2 separate regions of the Mus musculus genome follow, and region 2 is linked to region 1. A link is a contact called in public HiChIP or PLAC-seq data. All regions are on one chromosome and are shown on one strand. The core of a region is the stretch at or near the end of the contact, and the rest is flanking DNA. Distances in the headings are between cores, read along the strand shown. Region 1 has its middle 46 kb from the start of Gm29012. Region 2 has its middle 58 kb from the start of Gm28403.

Region 1 (4,390 bases), core at 1,359-3,858:
CAAAAGATAGACTGTGGCACCCCAAATTATGCCTCTTTGGTTCAAGGATTATTTTTACCTGATTATCTTGAGAAACTGCAGACACAGGAGAATCTCTTCTGATTGAAATCTTCTATTGTACAATATGTCCTTACTAAGAAATGGGTGACTAAATCACTGAAGACTCTTGTCAGTACAGAAGGGCTCTATTAACAAAGCAATATCAAAGGACCTTAATAATAAACTTTATACTTGTTTAAAGGCATTTCTGAGAATAACTTTCATTGCCAGCTTCCCCAAATGCCTTTGCTTCAGCTAAATGTGTTATTTATGCCTGAACTCAAAACTATCCTCCGAGGTATAATCATTTACTCTAGGTGTCTCTGAAAACTCATAAAGTGAATATGGTAATAAATTTCAGTTTGCTTTCCCCCTCTTAAATATTCTTCTGTTACAGGAGCTTCTATGTTAAGGTCCCAGAATGAATAGAGAAGCTGGGGAAAAGAGGGGCTAGGAGAGAGTTAACCAAAACTGAAGAATGGAAGAAAAGGCATGTGGAAACCCACTACTTTATAAACTAACTTCAAAATATAAGTGCTAAAAAATATGTTTAATGGATGAATAACACTCTCGTAAGCCATGAGTTATTGAACAAAAATATCAGTGCCAGACATGGCATACAGCTCTATGAATGTCTGGACAAGGAGGCCCCAGTGGTCTCCCAAGCAAAGGTCTGGTTGCACACCAGAGCTAGTTGGTAAGGACACTACTCTTGGGGAAGCCACACACTTGGTTTGCTATGTGCTGGGGAAATTAGGGTTTCATTTTGGGGTTCTTAGTTTAGTTAATGAAAATAAAGTTGTTTTAAAGATTCAGAAGTTGGAGAGATGGCTCATCAGTATGAGTGCTTGCTGCTCTCTGGAGCACCTTAGTTCAGGTCCTAGCATCCAGTGTGTATGTGTGTGTGTACAGTGTGTGTGTGTGTGTGTGTGTGTGTGTGTGTGTGTGTGTGTATGTATTTGTGTTTGAGAGTAAAACCAGAGGAGAGACAGGCTGCTTTCGATCTTGGTAACTGCTAGGAGGAGAAAGCTAGAGAAGAGACAAAATCCAGCCTTCAAGAAAGCAGGTAGGTTCATGCTACAATACTGACATGTCATGCAAGATGTGCAGATTAGGGCTATAAAAACGTGAATCTTATGGAGGGTACTCAACTACTTTCTGACTGGATTTGAAGCCTGCTTCTCAGGAGGGAATTTATGTCTGGTACTAGAAACTTGGTCCAAACCCAGTGGATTGGGAGGTTATAAGCCCAAGGTAGGAAGCAAGGGGTGGGGAGTGGGGACAGAGGACGGGGGGAGAGGGGAGGCAGGGTGGATTGCCACTGTTGTTTTTGCTAAATAGACATATAGTTGAAATGCCTTCTGAACATTTATTTATAAATATTTTATGTTTACAGCTATAAACTAGTACTGGTTCTCAAAGTCTCCAAGAGCATCATGGGAGAGGAACAGGAAGGATGTAAAAGCCAGGAGATATGGGGGCATTCTGTGAAATATATGGGGTCATGCTGTGAAATGTTATTTTCTGAACACAGCATGGCTGTTCCACTCACAAACTCACATCAGCTATGGTGGCTTGAAGAACAAGAGCACAAAATGAATCCACATTCCAGTATGTACAAGGGAAGGGATCATGAGGCCTCACCCCGTGCTAAAGAGTATGTGTGTTCACTAGCTGCTGCTTTGGTGATGGTACCTCTGGTAAAAACTTTCCTATGATCCAGTAATAACCTCACATCCATACTCATTCAAGAAGCCCTAATTGAACTTGGTGAATCATTTTTTCACAGAACATAAAAGGAGGAGACACACCATGATCATGACCATGGCAACTCTTATATATTAAAGTATTTAACTGGGACTGGCTTATGGTTTCAGAAATTTAGTCCGTTGTCTTCATAACAGGGAACACAGCAGCATGCAGGAGATGTGGTGCTAAAGAAGTTGAGAGCTCTGGATCCTGGATCTACAAGCAGCAGAGAAGAAGAAAGACTGAGCCTCCCTAGGGCTTCTGAACCCTCAAAGTTCCAGACACACCCCTCCCAGTGACACACTTCCTCCAACAAGGACATACCTCCTAATCCTTTCAAATAGTGCTAGTCCTTAAGTGTTAAGAATCAGCCTCAGCTTGTAGAGACATTCTGAGGAAGGAGTGTCTGAGAGAGGCAAAAAGAATAACTCAAAGTCAAATTGTGGGTTACAAGCTGACAGCCTATGTTCTGCTTAAGAAAGCTTTCCAGACAGTCTCTCTCTCTCTCTCTCTCTCTCTCTCTCTCTCTCTCTCTCTCTCTCTCTCTCCATCCACCCAGCTTTTCCTTACAACGCTAAAAAACTCTCTGAATAACTCATCTCTTGGAGATCAAAAGTCTTTAATTACTTAACAATTCAATCCCTTTTGATTATCCCTTGAATCAGCATCCCATCTCCCCTGCACCTGGATTCTTAGAAGAGACAACAAGCACGTATTTTTGCATTGCAAATGAATTCAGAGATCTGACTTCCTTTGTCAAGTACAGACAATAAGATAGGTGAGTGGAACCCAACCCTGAAATTACCATTCCTAACATGCCTAGGCCTGGACCTAAACTCTCTCTGTCCCAATCTGCTGAACTTGGAATCTTACCCTTCAATCACCACTCCCTAGATCTCTTTATCGAAGCCTTCCACATTGTCTTTCTGACAAGCTATTTTTTTTGAATTTTGTGAAGCTCCTTATACAATTCATATTGCTACTTATATTTTGCATAGTTGAGAAATTATATATTCTTGAATTCATGTTTTTAGAGTTCTTTCCCACAGCCTTAAAAGCTGTCCTGAGTATCCTGAATGCATTTAACATTTTTGCTGAGACATAAACATACCCTTGCCTCTTAGACCCATGCTGTCTATATAGCATGGAGTCATTAACTTTAACAGAGGAAGCATTCCCTAAAGGAGGAACATGAAATTATGTACATTATTATACCAATAATCCTTATGCCCACAGGAATCATGAATATTTGTGGAGGCCCACAACCCCCTAGCTCTCCTCCAGGGGTAGGAAACATGGCATGCTGTCTGTTAAGTGGCCAAACCAGACTTGGTACGTAAGCATTCAAATCTATGACTCTGTGTGGTCATTCTTATTCAAACCATCACAGAAGACAACTGTTTTCAGAAGGACTGAGAGGGAGATGGGGGGAGATAAGAAGAGAGGGAGATAAGAGAGGGAGGGAGATGAGAGATGGAGGGGAAAAGAGACGAAGGGGAAAGAGAAGGAAGTAGAAGATAATTCTAATCAAAATACATTATATACATGTATAAAATTTTCAGAATAAATTAAAATTTACTTGAAAATAAAGTTGTAATACCATAAGTTTGAAAAATAGAAATTGCTTTTTCTTTGCATAAATTCCTGTTAATGTCCAGTAAAGGCTTAATATTGTGATTTAATGTATCAGAACTTTTCACATTTTTAACAGGCCTGGCAATGGTTGTTTGCGCATTAGAGTCTGAAAGCCCTGAAGTTTCTCATTTTAATCTGGATGCCTTAGTAGTCTCATTTGGGGCATGGGAGATCCCTTGAGAATTATTGATCTTCAATTCCTGTTGTAGATCTAAAGAAATTTGAATCTTTCATCAGCGGAGAATCACAGCAAGCACAGCGACATCTACAAGAGATTGCATTTGACAGAGGCAGAGGAAGGCTGGACTGTTCTGTCCTCAGGAACTTTTTATATCCTGACCACTCACTAAAGGCAAAGGTTTCCCACCGCGAAGGGGGGTTGACTTTCTCAAAATACTTCACAGACCCACCCAGAGTGACTCTTATTAGTTTCTAGATCCTGTTAGGTTGACAATCAAAATTAACTATAACAAAGGGTTACAGTAGGAAAATAGACAGGAAACTTGAGCCGGGTGGGACCTTTCTTTTTAGAAGGAAACTTATTGAAAGTCCATTCAAACCTGGACTTATGGAGCCAGCATCTGCATTTCCTTTTCAGATAAATATATTATTGCTATTTTTAGACCTGACATGTTCCTTTAAAACACTGATCACTGAAAAGCCAGATTCCTCAGCCATAAAAACAAAACAAAAAAAACCAGTTCCCTACTTCAGGACTCTGTCTATCTATCTATCTATCTATCTATCTATCTATCTATCTATCTATCTATCTATCTTTCTATCTATCTGGTACAAAGAACTAAAAAGTAATGTTGTTCTGTGACCTAATAGCCCCTACTATGTTCCTACTCAGTATCTGACTCCTGCACACTACCCCTCTATAGTTTTCTTTTTTTACATACCTCCCCAACATCATGTTGTCCATACTGGCTATCTTTTTTACTTTTAACTATCTGTCTTAGTCTGG
Region 2 (4,390 bases), core at 1,138-3,637, 420 kb after region 1:
CTGACGATTTAATTATTTATTTTATGTATGTGAGTACACTGCTGCTTTCTTCATACACACCAGAAGAGGGCCTCTGATCCCATTACAGAACCTCTAGAAGAGCAGTCAGTGCTCTTGACCACTGAGCCATCTCTCTAGCCCCAGGAATCATTCTTTATCTTGCTTGTCCTTCACTCCAGCCCTGAGGACACTACAAGCCCATGTGGTCCGGCCCATTGCACACATAAGCCTTTCTGCCGTGAACACTGCTACACCCCCCTTGCCAACTGAAATGTTTCTTTTCTGGGCTGCAACTCCATCTGTTCCCCAATGAAGCCTTACTTCCCAGACTAGGTCATGTATTACTAGCACAGGCTCAAAGAACTGCCTAGTTCTCAGCACAAACTACAGATTTTCTTTTTCCATATGTGGTGTGTATCTGTGTTCTCATGTACGTGAGGAGGTGTAATTGCATACACAGGCATGCTCATGTGAGACCAGAGGTTGAGATCAGTGTCTGCCTCCATCAGTCTCCATCATACTTGATGAGGCAAGACATTAGTTCCTTTTCTGTTGCTGTAATGAAATATTGCAAACAACGAAACTTAATCAAAGAGAAAGATTTGGGAGACTTACAGGTCCAAAGAGGCCAGAATCCATGATGCTGGAGTCGAGGTAGATGGTGGCAGGAACAGGAAACTGGGAGCTTAATGTCTTAAGTCTTAAAGCTTAAGTCTTCTGACTTAGAGAAGGAGAAGTAGAAATGGCATAAGGCTTTGGAACTTCAAAGCCTCCTTCTCCCAGTGACATACCTCTTCCAGCAAGGTTCCCCCAAAGGATGACACCAACAGGGAGCAAAGTGTTCAGATGCCAGAGCCTTGGGATGCATATCTCTTTCAAATTACCTGAGGCTGGGCAGCTAGCTCACTTGAACCTAGAACTTACCAATTCAAACAGTCCAGCCAGCCAGCTTGCTCCAGCAATCTTGCCTCCAGAAATTATATGCTGGGATTGCAGGCAAGCTTCAGCACCTGTTTGGCCCTTTGTGTGGAGCTAGAGATGAGGCCAGCCCTCATGGCCATGATTTTATGGCCTCTTCCCTCTCCCTCTCCCCCTCCCCCTCTCCCCTCCTCTCCCTCTCCTCCCCTTCCCCCTCTCCCCTCCTCTCCCTCTCCTCCCCTCCCCTCCTCTCCTCTCCTCTTCTCTTCTCTTCTCTTTTCTCTCTTCCTTCCTCCTCCTCCTTCTTCCTCTCTCCCTCTCCCTCTCTCTCTCTTTCTCTCTCTCTCTCTCTCTCTCTCTCTCTCTCTCTCACATAATACATGACAAGAATTTTCAGTTCCTGTAGGCTACTACTTAGAGATCATTTGACTTAAAAGAATTAAGTTCTGATGAGGAGGCACATGAACACAATCCCAGCATTTATTAAGCAGAGGCAGCAGGAGCTCTATATTTTGAGGCCAGTATAATCTACATAGTGAGTCAGCCAAGAATACAAGGTGAAACCTTGGGCTGGAGAGATGGCTCAGCAGTTAAGAGCACTTACTTCTCTTCTGAAGGTCCTGAGTTCAAATCCCAGCAACCACATGGTGGCTGACAACCATCTATAATGAGATCTGGCACCCTCCTCTGGAGTGTCTGAAGACAGTTACAGTGCACTTATAATAAATAAATAAATCTTAAAAAAAAAAACAAGGTGAAACCTTTTTTTGTTTGTTTCATCTTTCTTTGTTTCTTCCTTCCTTCCTTCCTTCCTTCCTTCCTTCCTTCCTTCCTTCCTTTTCTTAGGTATTAATCCACATTTTATTAATAGATACAAATCCCAGAACAGAAATCCTGTTAGGAAAATTCTAAAAGTAATTCTTGGGTTTTCCATTCAAAATCCAAAAGCCAGAAAAAAAATTCTAGAAGAGCTATGTTCACTCTTCAGACAGCCTTGTCTGGATAGCTGCTAGAAAACACTCTAGAGTTTTAGAGTTGTGTTAGTTTTCTAAGTAATTCTTGAGATTTCTGACCAAGAAATCCTGTTAGAAAAGAAAGCTTAAAGAACTGTTCCCTGCTCTTTAGAAATCTCCAGACAGCTCAGCTCTTACTAAGGAAAACAATTCTAAAGAACTGTTATTGGTTTCTGCTAGCCCAGCTCAAGCAAACCAAAACCCCAGGTTTTTTTATTTACATATCAATTCAGTTATTTATTTCAGGTTCCCTTTTGATTATCCTATGAATCAGCATCAGGTGACCCCAGGTCCTCAATTCTTCAGAGATAGTAAGCCTTTTTTTTTTTAACTTGGCAAAAGAATTCAGAGATCTGCCTGCTTTTGTAAATTTAGCTAGGTGGGACTTTGCCCTAAGATTACCTACCATTCCTACCACACCTGGACCTAAATTCACTCTGTCCTAGGATGACCTTGAACTCGGGAATCTGCCTGTATTTGTAGCTGCCTCTCTTTGTATCTTTCTGACAGGCTGGCACATAGTATAGCTGCCTCTGCTTCTTTAGATCTGTGAAACTCCTTATACAATTCATATTGTGTCTTTATATTTTTGCATAGCTGAGAAATTATATATTTTCAAACTGATGTTTTCAGAGTCCTTTTCCACAGCCTTAAGAGCTGTCCTGAAGGTCCCAGTGTTTACCATTTTTCTGGGACACTAGCCACACCTTCGCCTCCCAGACTCCAGCTGTCTCTGATTATCATCGAGTCATTAACAGGGAGGACCTTCCTCTGAGGACCTTGAAAATATCTACATTATTATACAAACAAGCCTTATGCCTATGGCAGCCATCAACACTTGTGGGATGCCCTTTTTGATGGCCCTGTACTAGGGGCAGGAACCATGACATTCTGTCCCCACCAAGGCCATGCTGGACCCAACATAGCATGAAAAGTAATAAATGTGTGAAATGTGAATTTTGGAAAATTTGTGGTGTATGTATGTTTTGGGGCCACAAAATAAGTTTCTTAGCATGAAACGCATTTTTAAAAAAATTGACTTTGAAGGTCAATGGTTATAGTTTAAAGAATGTAGACAAGAGAAAACGCATGAATATCTGTAACCCTTCTTTTAAAAGGTGAGGTAGGGGAGCCAGAAAAATGGCCCAATGGGCAAAGACACATGACACCGAACCTAAAAAATTCAATTTTGATCCCAGGAGCCATCATAGTGGTTATTCTCTTGCCTCCATACATGAATAATGGCACAAGTGCAATCATACACACACACACACACACACACACACACACACACACACACACACACACGCACACACACACCCTAAATGTTTTTTTAAAACCCCAATAAAGCAAGAAATGATTATAAACACCTATCTCCATGGAGACTTCATTTTTACCATCGAATGAGTCATTAGTGAGCTTTGTATCTCAGACACTTATCACAGTTTACCACTCATATTTTAAAACTCCTCTACGCCCACCCTGCTGCATATGGCCACTGCTTGTTTGCAAAGAACGCTGATTTGCTTTCAAACAAAACTACTCCCATATGTTCATGATTCATTCTGTCCCTGCCTTTGCTTCATTTGTTTTACAGTTGGAGTTTCATTTTGAAGCTGTTGGGGTGACAGGAAGCAACTGGGGAAAGGAAGAATTGAGAGGAAGGGACCCAGAGCGCTGAGGAGGACACAGAGATGGCATAATTAAACTGCGGATTAAGCTTGCAAAAGGGCTCCGTGCCTGTTAGAATCAAAGAGCCCTTTAAAGATACACAAAATTCCTACATGAACCTATGCTGCTGGTTAGTTACAGTCAGGGAACCAGCATAGCACGAAAAGTAATATATGTGTGAAATGTAAATTTTGGAAAATGTGTGGCTTATGTATGTTTTTGGGTTAGAAACATACATACGCCAGAGAGGACATAGGAATGGAGAAATGTTGTCTAGTCTAAGTGGGTGAGAACCTTAGGAACCTCCGAAACAGTGTATATGCTGTGACATGAATGGTTTGAATGGTTGTTGGCTTGACACAAACCAGTATCACTTGGGAATCAATGGGGAATTGTCAGTGGTTCTCAGCCTTATTAATGCTGCAATTCTTTAATACAATTCCTTATGTTGTGGTTGTTGGTATCAGGACCTCCGAAACCCATGACATCACATAGGCAGGACCAGCAGACCTGTTGCCAAGGCAACAGCCACCATATTCCCAGAAGAGGGCGTCAGATCTCATTATGGATGGTTGTGAGCCATCATGTGGTTGCTGAGGATTTGAACTCAGGACCTCTGGAAGAGCAGTCAGTGCTCTTACCCGCTAAGCCATCTCTCCAGCCCTTTCCCACTTTTTCTTTCTGCCACCACCTTGTCTCTTTCTCTCCCAATAAACCTCACGTGGAACTCTTGGGCCTGGTGTAGTCCTTCTGAAGCTGCATGGTGTCCAAGATCATAACAGGGGGGA

Evidence for each region. HiChIP or PLAC-seq counts read pairs in DNA pulled down with a chosen protein or histone mark.
Region 2: an H3K27ac HiChIP or PLAC-seq map of embryonic stem cells shows a contact between it and region 1, with 4 times the contacts expected there. The contact joins two enhancer-like sites. A contact is called at or near these places in 1 of 484 Hi-C or Micro-C datasets (trophoblast stem cells) and 4 of 115 datasets of contacts at active chromatin or transcription factors (all in embryonic stem cells).

The regions. Positions count from the first base shown.
Region 1 is chr1:105,068,718-105,073,107 of GRCm38.p6, forward strand. No RefSeq gene overlaps it. Among named protein-coding and RNA genes, the nearest start is that of Gm29012, 46 kb to the right of the region's middle. Within about 2 kb of position 2,609, at least 9 of the 459 cell types and tissues checked have an H3K27ac peak or open chromatin away from gene starts, as enhancers often do. A contact at or near this core is called in embryonic stem cells, where this site is marked.
Region 2 is chr1:105,489,379-105,493,768 of GRCm38.p6, forward strand. No RefSeq gene overlaps it. Among named protein-coding and RNA genes, the nearest start is that of Gm28403, 58 kb to the left of the region's middle. Within about 2 kb of position 2,388, at least 12 of the 459 cell types and tissues checked have an H3K27ac peak or open chromatin away from gene starts, as enhancers often do. A contact at or near this core is called in embryonic stem cells, where this site is marked.